2 separate regions of the Oryctolagus cuniculus genome follow, and region 1 is linked to region 2. The links are chromatin contacts, called in public Hi-C maps. All regions are on one chromosome and are shown on one strand. The core of a region is the stretch at or near the end of the contact, and the rest is flanking DNA. Distances in the headings are between cores, read along the strand shown. Region 1 holds the start of C1QTNF2 (C1q and TNF related 2). Region 2 has its middle 22 kb from the start of FABP6.

The links. Hi-C and Micro-C count contacts between places; a contact is called where the count stands out from the background.
Region 1: a Hi-C map of skin fibroblasts shows a contact between it and region 2, with 3 times the contacts expected there. The contact joins the promoter of C1QTNF2 here to the enhancer-like site in region 2. A contact is called at or near these places in 2 of 6 Hi-C or Micro-C datasets (skin fibroblasts and an unstated tissue).

Annotation. Positions count from the first base shown.
Region 1 is chr6:47,314,084-47,320,793 of mOryCun1.1, reverse strand. It overlaps C1QTNF2 (C1q and TNF related 2), which reads left to right and starts at 5,436. Exons shown (of 4, transcript XM_051843572.2): 1 at 5,436-5,487; 2 at 5,970-6,047. FAM200C (family with sequence similarity 200 member C) reads left to right here and starts at 5,426. Exons shown (of 3, transcript XM_008255346.4): 1 at 5,426-5,487; 2 at 5,970-6,047. SLU7 (SLU7 homolog, splicing factor) reads left to right here. Exons shown (of 16, transcript XM_008255350.4): 16 at 1-953. The coding sequence ends at 30. It overlaps LOC138850206 (a long non-coding RNA gene), which reads right to left and starts at 4,042. Exons shown (of 2, transcript XR_011389885.1): 1 at 1,812-4,042; 2 at 1-1,739.
Region 2 is chr6:47,112,110-47,119,018 of mOryCun1.1, reverse strand. No RefSeq gene overlaps it. Among named protein-coding and RNA genes, the nearest start is that of FABP6, 22 kb to the left of the region's middle. Within about 2 kb of position 4,443, at least 3 of the 8 cell types and tissues checked have an H3K27ac peak or open chromatin away from gene starts, as enhancers often do.

The DNA.
Region 1 (6,710 bases), core at 4,187-6,686, 200 kb before region 2:
CCCATGGCCTCTTTCCTTGGACAGCAGTAACTCGTTAGAGAAGGGTATCAGCACAGACAAAACAAATAGGTTCTTTTCCATTCTTGCTGGTAACTGCATAGAAAAATCCTTATCTCCTCTTGCTGCCTGACTTTAATAAAGCTTTGAGATATCTCAAAGTAAATTACTTCTTTTCCAAACTGAAGAAATGAAGAAAAAGAAGGGGTACATTAAGTATAGATTAACATTTTAATTTCCCAGCCAGCGCCGTGGCTCAATAGGATAATCCTCCGCCTTGCAGCGCCGGCACACCGGGTTCTAGTCCCAGTCGGGGTGCCGGATTCTGTCCCGGTTGCCCCTCTTCCACGCCATCTCTCTGCTGTGGCCAGGGAGTGCAGTGGAGGATGGCCCAAGTGCTTGGGCCCTGCACCCCATGGGAGACCAGGATAAGTACCTGGCTCCTGCCATCAGATCAGCGCGGTGTGCCGGCCGCGGCAGCCATTGGAGGGTGAACCAACGGCAAAAGGAAGACCTTTCTCTCTGTCTCTCTCTCTCACTGTCAACTCTGTCTGTCAAAAAGAAAAAAAAAGGAAAAAAAAAAAAACCATTTTAATTTCCCAACTTTTTATCAGTGATACAAAAGAAACCTTGGTTCACTACCTATCAACAGTGTCTCCTTGTCAACATTTGAGCCTAAAATTTCCTCAGTTTATGTGCACTACTACATATTTTGAAGGTAGATTAGTTTCTCTTTCTGTAAGCCATGGCTACATTCTTTTAAACTATTAGTACCTATAATTGTGGTTATTAAATGATCATTTGTTTCTGCCTTCTAAGGTTTTCCTTGTCTGAAGCTAAAAAAGTTATTCAACACTGGTCTTCAAGAACTGAAAGGAAATCCATAGAAAATATAAATAACCTTACCTCCTATGTCAATCTGTGAAGTAATAAATCTATTTTTCATTTGGTTATTACATTTTGATTTTTAATGCATTGCCTTGTATAACCAGAACTAAATTTGTGGTGGTTTTAATGGAAAAACAGTGCTTTTTCCTCATCCTTCAGTCAGTATTGACCAGTCAGTAATAGTTGTTTAATCATTCTGGACATGAGATTTTAGATACAGAAATCCTTCCTTTCTTTCTTTTTAAGACATTTATTTATTTGAAAGGCAGAGTCACAGAGAGAGAGAGAGAATCTTCCATCGCTTGTTTACTTCCCAAATGGCCACATCAGCAGGAGCTGAGCCGATCTGAAGCCAGGAGCTTCTTCCTGCCTCCCATGTGGGTCTAGGGGCCCAAGCACTTGGGCCACCTTCCACTGCTTTCCCAGGTGGGTTAGCAGGGATCTGGATCAGAAGTGGAGCAGCTGGGACACAAACTGAGAAATCCATTCTTAATCATACTTCTGTAGGACATGGTTTGGGATACAATTTGTTGTTTTGTGATTGCCTTTCTGTAACAATCATGAATATTAGATTTTAAAAGATTGTAGACCACCTGATGTCTAATAATATACCTTATACCTAATACCTAATAGGTACACTACCTAATCTTCCCAGCCAGCAGGTATCACTTTGTAAAATTTATTGAGAGCAAAACCTGAAGTTGAAGGTTTCTCCAAAGAATTACAAGGATGGCTTCCAGGGTTATTAGTAACTACCATGATCCTGAAGCAGCTTCTGTGAACATTGTGAAGATAATAGTGATAAAGTGGGGTCAGTGAAAACAGCCTGTTAAAAAAAACCCTCACATGAGTACCTTAACTTTATTGTCTTCTAAGTTACCAAAAATCAGTTGTAGGATACTGCAAAAAAAACCTCACATGAGTACCTTAACTTTATTGTCTTCTAAGTTACCAAAAATCAGTTGTAGGATACTGCATTGTCAGCATCTCAGAAATAGTGGTGGTAGGAGAGTAAGGGAGTCAAATTATCAAGCATTATGGATAAACATGCTGTCTTATTAAGACTGGTATGAAATTAAAATAGCAATGCAAATTTCATTTAAGAATGTCAAAAAATTTCCTATTGCTACTATTTAACACAGGATGGTTCAAATAAAGTCTGACATTGGTATCTACTAAAGATATATAATTAAGGATATTTAACTGTGAGTGGCTCGTAGCATTATTTCAAATATTTGCTAGGAGGTGGGTTAACCAGCGGGGGCCTAAGGTAGCTTCTGTGAGTTTTTATTAGGAAAATCACAGCCTCTTTAAACTCACTTGACATGTTGTCTACCCTTTGGGCCTCTGTTCCTCTGGTGAAGCCTAATTTACTCTCATTTTAGGGAGAATTCTATAATACCCAAAATCATTTCTTAATTCAGTTTCATTTTGGAAAACAGGTAATGCCTAGAACATTACTCAGATGTGAGTTTTGATTTTCTTATCCCAAAATATCTGCCTTTTGAGTGCTAGAACTGTTACAATTTTCATATGTTATCTCAGTCCCCAGAAGAACTTTATGGAATAAGTAATGGGTGATGCATATGAAAATATCCATGTGTTACAATACACACAAAAACTTAATGACCCTAAGTAGCTTGCCCTGTTCATAAGTTAAGTGTGGATGCAAAATGTGAAGCCAGGTGTCTGCTTATAAAACCTACCTCTTTCTCTGTGTTTTAAGGTCCTGGTTTCTGGACCAGGAAGGCTGGTCTGTTGCAGTTTCTTCCAGCAGAAACCTGAAGCAGGCCTTCAGTGTTTACTGGGTTCTTCCTCAATACCTAAAAATAAGGCACAAGTCACACATTCCTTGCTTTCTTTACAGACATTCCTTGCTTTCTTTACAGACGCTCCCCCTCACATGTACCAGCTTTGTGGAATTCCTCAAAGCAGACTGACTGACACAGGTGTTTGGCACAGCGGTTAAGGTACTGCTTGGGATGCTCACCTCCCTATTGGAGTGCCTGGATTCATGTCCTGGCTTGCTTCTGATTCCAGCTCCCTGCTAATGTGCATTCTGGGAATCAACAGATCAAAGCTGGTACTTGAGTCCCTGCCACCCACATGAAGATCCAGACTGAGTTTCAGGCTCCTGGCCCAGCCCTGGCTATTGCAGACATCTGGGGAGTGAGCTAGCAGATGGAAGATCTGTCCCTGTCCCTGCTGTCTGTGCCTTTCAAATAAAATGAAAAACAAATACATAAAAGTTAAAGAAGACTATCCCAGCTTCTTCCTGTCTCAGAGCTATTGCTGGCAGTGAGCTAGCAGATGGGAGAAATCTGTCTCTCTTAAATATTTGAAAAAAAAAAAACCAACAGTGAATAAACATTAATTTTTTTAAAAAAGATTTACTTATTTATTTATTTAAAAGAGTTACATAGAAGGAGATGCAGAGAGAGAGAAGTCTTATCTGCTGGTTCACGCCCCAGTTGGCTGCAACAGCCAGAGCTGGGCTGATCCTAAGCCAGGAGCCAGGAGCTGCTTCTGGATCTCCCATACGAGTGCAAGGGCCCAAGGATTTGAACCATCTTTTACTGCTTTCACAAGCCAAAGCAGAGAGCTAGATTGGAAGTAGAGCAGCCCATATGGGATTCCGGCACTGCAGGCAGTAGCTTTACCCGCTGCGCCACAGCACAGGCCCCAAGCATTAATTTTAAAAGAATTAGGGAACACCTCAAAATAGCAGGGTTATATTGGGTTTTTTTCTTTAACACCGTGTTTTCTAGTCTATACTTTGAGGTTTTTCTGCAAAGCCTTTCTAATATGGGTTTATTTTAAATCCTGCTGCTAAAATGAATTTTAAAGAAAATTTAGGGGGCCAGCACTGTGGCGCAGTGGGTAAAAGCCCTGGCCTGCAATGCAGCATCCCATATAGGCACCGGCTGTGCTGCTTCTGATCCAGCTCTCATCTGTGGCCTGGAAAAAGCGGTGGAAGATTGTCCAGGTGCTTGGGCCCCTGCACCTGCGTGGGGGACCTGGCAGAAGCTCCAGGCTCCTGGCTCCAGATGGGCTCAGCTTTGGAGGGTAAACCAGCAGATGAAAGACTTCTCTCTCTGCCTCTCTATAACTCTGCCCTTCAAATAAATAAATCTTTAAAAATATATAGAAAAAAAAATTTACAATCTTACCCTAAGATGGAATGAAGATTCTTAGAAAATTCATCTGCATGCAGTAATTGATAGACAGCAGAACTGGCCTAAATGGGGAACCGGACACGCTGGAGAAGCCCATCTTCCACTGGATCGCAGTGGATTTTAAACCATGCCCCACTTGCCAGAATGTTTGATTCCAGAGTACAAGGAGCTTCCCTTTTTCCTCACTGATTTCACGTGGACTGGAGGTTTATCATCACAGTGTACGGTTTTATTTCCAGTGATCCGAAAGTTAAAAAGTAATACTGTGTGAGACCGGCGCTGTGGCGCAGTGGGTTGAAGCCCTGACCTGAAGCGCTGGCATCCCACATGGGCGCCGGTTCAAGACCCGGCTGTTCCACTTCTGATCCAGCTCTCTGCTATGTCCTGGGAAAGCAGTAGAAGATGGCCCAAGTCCTTGGGCCCTTACACCCGCGTGGGAGACCTGAAAGAAGCTCTTGGCTCCTGGTTTCGGATCGGCGCAGTTCAGGCCGTTGTGGCCTTCTGGGGAGTGAACCATAAGATGGAAGACCTCTCTCTCTACCTCTCCTCTTTCTGTGTAACTCATTCAAATAAATAAATCTTAAAAAAAAAAAAAAAAAGTAATGCTGTGTGGACTTCGCAGTGTTTTCTCCTCCTGAGACTCCACAGTTCATCCTTTCTGGCAGACACAATAAACAAAATTTCCAGCTCCATGTATACAATATAAAAAAAAAAAAAATGAGGCTCAGCACCGCGCATGCTCCCTACCAAGGCAGTGTTTCCCTCAGCCCTCGGATACTGCGCCTGCGTACGGTGAGACGCTGCACCCAGTGTGCGGGCGGGAAGCTAAGCACGGAACCCGGATGGAATCCTGGCCCCGGGGGCGGAGGTCGCTGTGGATGGTTTTGTTTCTTCACGCTACTCAAATTCCTGCTCCGGGGGGTCTGACCTGAGGAACCGCGCCTAGGCTGGTTCCACCGCCACAGGCCGGGGACCCTACCCGAGCGGAGAGCGGAACCGGAGCCTGAAACGGGCGCTTAGAGAAGCCGGAGCATCCTCTGGCCTGCGGCCCAGGCTCGGAGAGGAGCGGGTGGAGACAGCAGAGTCCTGGCTCGGCGCCGGCGCCCTCAGCTCGCACTGGCTGCCTCTAAAGCTCTCCGTTCTTAACAGCATCAGGTCCTAGCAGTTCAGAGCTGCGTGTTCGTGGCATGCGTTCTCATACACTGCCCAGCACCCCGATGAGGTAGGTAGTGTTCCCATCCCCGCTTGAAGAACTGAAGGTTGGAAGGGTCCAAGCCGAGACCGCAGGCGGAGCGCCCCCGGAGCCCCTGCCCACCGACCACTCCTCGCCCCCTCTCGCCCGGCTGTTGCTTGTAGCTGTAAGGTCGCAGCCTCCGCGTCCCCAAACACCCGTGCCTTCCGGAGCTTACCCGGGCAGTGTCTGGATGTAAGTTTAGTTGTGTGTGGTTGGAGCTTTCTTTTACATATATTTAAGCATTCCATAAATCAGTCAGTATTCACTTTGACTTGTCAGTTTGGGTACTCTTTCGTATCTGCCCCTCGTAAACTTGCAAAAACATTTCATTTCCCATCTTGTCTCCAAGTGAATTTGTATCTTATAATAATGCTTTTTATTTACTTTTTCTTAACGGAAAACTTCCAACTGTACTTGAGAATAGCTTCATAGTGTATACCTGTCATCCAGCCTCAAAAATGAACCAACTCAAGTCCAGTTCACTTTCCTCCACCTGGCTACTGTGTGTGTGAGCTAAAGTACACCATTTCAGTGGAAATCACAGATATCATTTCACTTGTAAATAATTGTCTCTGACAAAACAGGACTTTAATGCAACTATAAAACCTATAGCACTCCTGTTTAACAATAGTTCCTTATTATAATGACCCTTTTTTACTGTTTATATTTTTTAGGATACTGTAATTCCTAGATACCACAAAAGAGCCAGTGAAACTTGCGAGGTTCTGTAACACGGGAAAGCCTGCTGGGCGGTAAGCATATGGTAGTTAAGAATGAACTCTTAAAAGATTCTGTGGTCATTTCCAATGAAACTAAAGCAAAGCTTTTTCCTTCATCCCTCTGTCTCAAATGTACCTTGTAAGTATACATAATATCAGCATTTTTATGCTGATATCACAATTTTATTGCCATTAATCATAAATGGTTCTAAACAAGTAACCAACCATCTCATTACTTGGAGAAAAAAGACTTAAGATCAACTCTTTAAACTTCAGATCTTTTTTGATTAGCAGACATCCTCCAATTTTTAACTGGTTTGTAACAACAGCTTATTAGTTACACAACAGTGCATTTCACAAGTAGGTTTTGACAGATCCACTAGAAATCTAGAACTTTAAGTAGATGTGCTTGATTTAACTTACTATGAACTTTTTATTTCAATGGGACATTTGGATTTAAATTTGCCCCTGTTAAATTACTTCAGCCACGTATGGCATAGAACTTTGAAAACTTTGGGGATCACTTATTTGTCTTAGAATTGTTTTCTAAGGTGTGTTTCTTTTTTTTTTTTTAACAAGTTTTTTTTTTTAAGGATTTATTTATTTATTTGAAAGCAGAGTTACAGAGAGGCAGAGAGAATGAGAGAGAGAGAGAGAGAGACAGAGACAGAGAGGTCTTCTATCTGCTGGTTCACT
Region 2 (6,909 bases), core at 3,194-5,693:
GAGCTTGGACTTCCCAGCCCCAGGGCAGGAGCCAAGTATGTTTCCGTTCATTAGAAATTACTCAGTCTTTGCTATTCCGTTCCAGCAGTGCAAACCAGACTAAGATAATGACACTTATCCCAGTGATAATGGCGTAATTCAGGAGTTATTGTGTCTTTTCAATATCTATCTTCCCTGAAAACAGGAAATGGATCTGCCTAACTCCCTGCTTCTGTCTCACAGCACATTAGGGGAACTGATAGAAGAGGAGGAGTGAATGAATGAGTGAGTGAGTGAATGAATGAACAAGTTCAGAGAATGCTCGGCATGGGCTGGAAATGGCAGAAGTGGCTCCCTGGAGAAAGGGAGAAAGGAGAGAGAAAGAGGAGGAAAGAAGAGAGGAGGAGAGGTGGGGAGGAGGGAAGAAATCCCAGCTGGGTCTTCCCCTTCTCAGATTTTATTTTACTGCCTTTGGCTATCTTTTTTTTTTTTTTTTTTTTAACTTAAAATGCTTTGGATTGGGGTCGGTGCTGTGGCGCAGCGGGTTAATGCCCTGGCCTGAAGTGCTGGCATCCCATATGGGTGCCAGTTCAAGACCTGGCTGCCCCACTTCCGATCTAGCTCTCTGCTATGGTCTGGGAAGGCAGTGGAGGATGGCCCAAGTCCTTGGGCCCCTGCACCCACATGGGAGACCCGGAAGAAGCTCCTAGCTCCTGGCTTCGGATCGACGCAGCTCTGGCCATTGCAGCCAGTTGGGGAGTGAACCAGCAGATGGAAAACCTCTCTCTTTCTCTCTCTCTGCCTCTCCTCTCTCTGTGTAACTCTTTCAAACAAATAAATAAATAAAATCTTTTAAAAATGCTTTGGATTAATTTTTCAAGTATGTAATACACATTTCTAAATTTAAGGGTAACAAAGGGGGCTACAGAAAATAATCTCCCCTTCCTCCCAGTCCTCTGCCACCCAATTCCAGGCAAACAAAACTTCTAGCTTCTTATATACCCTTCAGAGATGTAGAATTCCTATGCTTGCTTTGACAGGTATATCTCCCTCTTTATCACATTTTAATTTAGTTTGGAGGATGCTCTATGTATTACTAAAGAGGTCCTTGTGTTTTTGTTTTTTCATTTTATTTGAAAGGCAGAGAGACAAAGAAAATGAGAGAGAGACAGACAGACATACAAACAGAGATCTTCAGTCTACCAGTTCACTCTCTAAATGCCCACAACAAGCAGGGCTGGCCGGCCATTGCAGCCATTTGGGGACTGAACCAAAGGATAGAGGAGCTCTCTCTCCCTCTCTTCCACCCTCCTTCCTCCCTCCCTCTCCCTCTCGCCATAACTCTGCCTTTTGAATAAATAAATCTTAAAAAAAAAAAAAAAAAAAAAAAGGCAGGGCTGGGCCAGGCCAAAGCCAAGAGCTGGGAACTCTACCCAAGTGTCCCACATGGTGGCAGTTAATTACCTGCTGCCTCCCGTGGAAGCTGGAGAGGAAGCAGAAGAGCCAGGACTAAAATCAGACACTGATATGGGAGGCAGGAGTCCAAGTGACTGAAGCTGAGGTCTTTTTTTTTCTTTCTTTTGCAAATGCCTAGCATTTCATTCTATGATCCACCAAATGTATTTATGTATTTAACCACTCACCTACCAAATGTCTAAGTTATTTCCATTTTTTTATTAAGACAAACACAACTAGAGTGGAAAATATTGTGCACTATTTTATTTCACGTAACTAAGGTGACAAGACCAACATTTGGCCTTGTGGTTAAGATGTTGCTTATGATGTGACACCAGCGTCCCATATCAGAGAGCCTATGTTTGAGTCCTGAGGCAGGACTCCCCATTCCAGCTCCCTGCTAATGCCAACTCCAGGAGGCAGCGGATGAGGGTTCAAGTACTTGAGTCTCTGCCACCTATGTGGGAGACCTGGAGGGAGTTTACAGCTCCCAGCTTGGCCATTGCAGGCATTTGGGAAGTCTCCGTCTCTCTTTCTCCTGCTCAAATAAATAAATAAATAACCCCCCTGAAGTAGAATGGCCAAGTCAGGGAGGTTATACTAGACCCTGGCAGAGTGCCTCATGAGGACTAGAGCAGTTCCTATCTCCCCAGCAGTGTCTAAGGCTACCTCCCCAGCCCTGGTCTAGGTTTAGAAGAAAGAGGAGAGATCCCTCCCAAGAGAAATCCACAGCAGAAAACACAGACAAGGTGCCTAGGGACAGTCCTGTGACTTCAGTGGTGACACAGATAAAGACCCAAGCAGATGTGACAGCCACTGATCCCTGTGGCCTCCATCTACCACAGTAGGAAGACATGGGACCCAGCTCTGTCACCTCTGCATGACAGGTGGCCTTGGCAGTCCACTCTCCTAATGATCAGGCTAACCCCAGAAATAGGGATGAGTAGTCACATGCATGACCATTTACCACCCTAAGAGGTGGGGACTTCTGCAGCCTGAGCCCCCACAAGCTGGGGAGACTTCCCAGGTTGTCTAGCCAGTAAGTAGCAGAGTCAGGATTTGAACCCAGGCTTCACGCTGTGTCCCACTGCCTTGAGATAAGGCAGGCAGGCAGGCTCTAAGGCTTTTCCATTTCGCAAAGTGCATCCATGTGACTGCCCAGTGAGTGGCACAATCAGAGTGTTGCTGGCTGGGGGTGGAGTGGGGAGGTTGTGGAGCCCCGTCCGAGAAGATCAACTTCTTACAGGAAGATTGGTCTCTCCTGGGCATCCATGACTCCTAGGTAGTGTGAGGACTCCGGTTAGCAATGAGCTCCCTGGATATATCTGTGTCCCTGTCTGTGTCCTTGCCTGACACTAGAGCTGATCACAGGATGGGCCCCATGAGTATCTGCTGATGGAGATGAAAGAAGGGGCTGAAGGTGAGATAGGAGAGGGAGATGCTGGTAGGGAGGGTGGAAGAGCGAGGAAGCCCTTGGAAGCAAAGATCCTCTGGCTGCCTTGGAGCTGACTGGCTGTGACCTGGAGCGCCCTCTGGCGGCTAACTCTGCAAGCCTGGCCTGGGGAGGCATGGGAGGGGCTGGGCCCAGGGGACAATAGGCTGTCCCCCGACTGCCTTCATCTCTTGGGATCAGCTGACCTTGCACCATCTCCACAAATGGGACTTCCTCTGTGGAAAGCCGGCTTAGTAACCATGAGACTCTCACTGAGAGTCACAAAGACGAAAAGGACCTTTGAAGCCATGACAAATCTGTCATTAGCATCGCAGCAAAAGGAATAAGCGGTTCCCCAAGTAGCCTTTCCACTCTGCCCTTGCACATCTTTCCAGCTTCCCGGGGCGACCTGCTGCCCTACCACTGCCTCACCTTTACTGTCTTCTTCGTCTCTGGGCTGGGCCAGCCCCTGGCAGCCGCCGGGGACGAGGTGTGCCATGAGATGGAGACCACTGCATCATGTACTCATCTGTCTGCTCAGTCAGTGCTCACGGAGCCCCACCATGTGCCAAACCTGGCCCTGGCAACACAGAAAGGACAGGCAGGGGCCATGACCTTCAGGAGTTCAGATTCCAGGCAGTGCACACAAGCCACAAAGACCTCTGGGGTAGTCAGTACATGCAGGCCTGAGCAGTGGGGTGTTTGGGGAGGTCCCACTCAGCCAGCAGTGGGAGGGGAAGGTGTGTCTAATAAAGGAATGCTTGTGTAGACGCCCTATTGCCCAGGCTGCCGGCTGAGCTAGGCTCAGCCGGGCTTTAGGCAAAGGTTCAGCTTGCACAAAAGCCAGGCTGGGGAGAGCTTGGCATAGGGAAGTCTTTGAAGCAAGGACAGTGTGTGGGTGGACTTAGTGGGGAGAGAGTGAGAATTGGAGAAATTCTGCTATTTGGGGGGCCAGAAGGGGTCCTGGACCATGAGGACTTGAAGGTTGTGGCAAAGAATTTGGATTTGAAGCCCAGGTCCTGGGGAGCCATTGGAAGCCTTTGAAGTGGGGTAGGGGGCGGTTGAATTTGCATTTGTAGTATGCAGTGAAGAGGCAGGGTGGGAGCAGGGAGACCAGCCAGGAGGCAACTCCCAGTCTCCAGAAACAGAGAGGGTGGCCACGCCAGGGTGGGCACCAGACTTGGGTCCCTTCTGCTTCCCACCTCCCACCCTTTCCAGCCTGGATGCGGGCTTGCTGGGTCATCTCCCTCAGGTCACTAAGAGGAAGAAGAGGATCCCAGGGCTCCGAGAGCTCTCTCTCCATCTGCTATCCGCCCCCCCCTTCCCTCTCCCCTCCTTTCTGCCTCTCTCTCTCTCTCCTCTCTCTGTTTCTCTGACACACACACAGCAGGCACTTGCTGCAGCCTTATCACAAGGAAGCTTCCAGCAGAGCCGAGCTCTCCAGGGACAGAGCCCGAGGCACTGACCGTGGAGTCTGCGAGAGGAGGGGGAGGCCAGGCTGCCTTCCACATTCCTTCCAGCTCCCACTGCTGCTCCCGCCCTCTTAGCTTCCTGCAGCTAACTGGAGCTGATTTTTGTCTGCTTGAGACATTTGGCAAGATCCGGTTGCTGTAGCTGAGGGAGCGGGTGAGGCTGGCATCGAGTGGGTAGAGACCGTGCCTGTGGCTGCACGGCACAAGACAGCCCCCACGATGCAGAACCATCCATCCCGTGTGTCAGTCAGTCGTGCTGAGCTAGGAAGACCCTGCCCCAGGATCTGCCTTCAGAGCTGGAAGGGACTGCCCCACCCCCACCCATCACCACCACCACCCTCACAGGGCCATTTATCGGGAGGCAGCTGTGTGGCTGTGTTGTCCCTGAGTGGGGGCCATGAGGTTGACAGTATTATCTGCCCCAAGTCGCACAAGCAGCAAGGGGCCGAGCAGGGAGTTGGGGGATTAACCAGCCTCTCCACACTGTGTGGCACTCTTGTCAGCAACAGAAAGTCCAGTGTGTACAAAACACAAAGCAAAAACTTTGTGTGTACAAAAACTGCCTGGGTGGAGCCTCCATGGCCACCTGTTCCCCCTGGCAGGGCCACTGGAGAGGGCTGCACAGGTTCCTGCGGACCACATGGGAGTTCTGGTAGGGGTAAGGCAGAGCTGCCCTCAGGGCTGGGTGGCAAATGGGTTTTGTCTTGGGTACCAACATCTGTCGCTCAGTAATGAGGTACCAGCCCAGGAAGGGGATGTGGGAGTGACTCAGAGTGCCCAGGCGCTGCCTTCCCTCTCCGACAACACGGGAAACAGGAAAGGGAATTTGACTAGGAAATTTCTTTACTCCCTCCACACCTTGAAACTCAGTGGTGACTCAAAAATGAGGCTGCGGGGGGCGGGCATTTGAGAAATCAAGATGCCCACATCCCACCTTGGAGTGCCTTTGTCAGACCCGACTGTGCTGCTGACTCCAACTTCCTGCTGGTGCAGACCCTGGAAGGCAACACAGGATGACTCAGGTAACAGGGCTCCTGAGACCCATGTGGGAGACCTGGATTGTGTTTTTCCAGTGAGTGGGAGAGCTGTGTCTTTCTTCTCTACCCCCCTGAAATAACTTTTTAATGAAGCTATCAACTCCTCACTAACAATAAAACAGCGGGCTGGTGTTGTGGCACATTGGGTTAAGCAGCTACCTGCAGCGCCAGCATCCCCATATGAGCACCGATTCGAGGTCTGGCTGCTCCACTTCAGATTCAGAGGTTGCTAATCCTCCTGAGAAAGCAGCAGAAGACAGCCCAAGTGCTTGGGCCCCTGCCACTCACTTGAGAGACCTGGAAGAAGTTCCTAGCTCTTGGTGGCTATCTGGGGAGTGAACAGTGGGTGGAAGATCTCTCTTTCGCTCTGTCTCTCCTCTGTCTCAATAACTCCACCTTTGAAATAAATCTTTAAAAAAAAGAAAAAAGAGAACAATGTAGGACTCATATAAACACCATTCCCCCAGGAGGGCCTCTCCCAACCCACAGCCTCTGTCCCCAGAGCCCTACCAGGTTTCCTTTTGGGTCCTCTGGGGATTCATCGTAATCCAAGAGTGCCTGAACTCAGCTTTGGGCAAACAGGGACTGTCGTTGCGATTTTCTCAACCCAGAGAAGGCCAGATGGCAAATCTCCCTTCTTCAGGTCCCACCGTGGAGTGAGACCTTCCTCCAGTGGCCTGAGCCGTTCCCCACCCCCTGTCAGGCCGCCTGGCGTCTCCAGCAGTGTGATCAGGAGGACCAGCAGAGATTCTGCCATGGGGGACAGCAGGCACTGTCTGTTCTCTCAGCATGCGGTTCCCCAGCTGGTCTGGAGCTAGGAATTCTCCAGCCTGGGATGAGTCATCCGGGCCCCTCCACTGCCTGGGCCTCAACCCCAATACAGAGCAAGGCAGCTGCTGCCAGAGCTGACTCCTCCCTTCCAGCAGGGAGGGGTCCCCTGTGGCTCCCAGAGGCCTGGAAATGCAGGCTGCAGACCTCCCTGGAGGGGCCATTGCACACAGGGAGGACAGCGCAGAGGGCTGGTGCAGCAGCCACCTGGACAGGGGGAGGAGGGAGCCACACCAATGTGTAGTCCTGGTGTAGCTTTCGTGGTCCTAGAGGAGAAAAACGAACTATAATAAAGCAGAATCCATGTGAGGCTTGGCACTGGCACCCCTAAACGAGGAGGTAACCAGGCCGCAGCTGCCATACCCTGAGAAGGGGCTGTGCCTGTGCCAAGGGCTCTTGTCCTTATCCCCTCATCCCAGCCTCAGACAGGAGATCCAGTCCTGCCTTCCTGTCTGTGTGTTTGTTCATCCAGGCTCCTACTATGTGCTTAGCACTGCACAGCTAGTCAGTCTCTGCTTTCTCAGGACAAGTAGACCTGTGCGGTGGGCGTGGGGAACATGGAGGTACAAGCTGGGAAACCTGCCATCAAAGCAGTGAGAGCACTAGGACTGGCGTCTAAAGGGGTTACCATCCAGGTGGGACAGGAGAGGGCAGGGAGGACCTCCTGGAGGAAGCGATGTGGAAACTAGGGTGTGAAGAATGAATA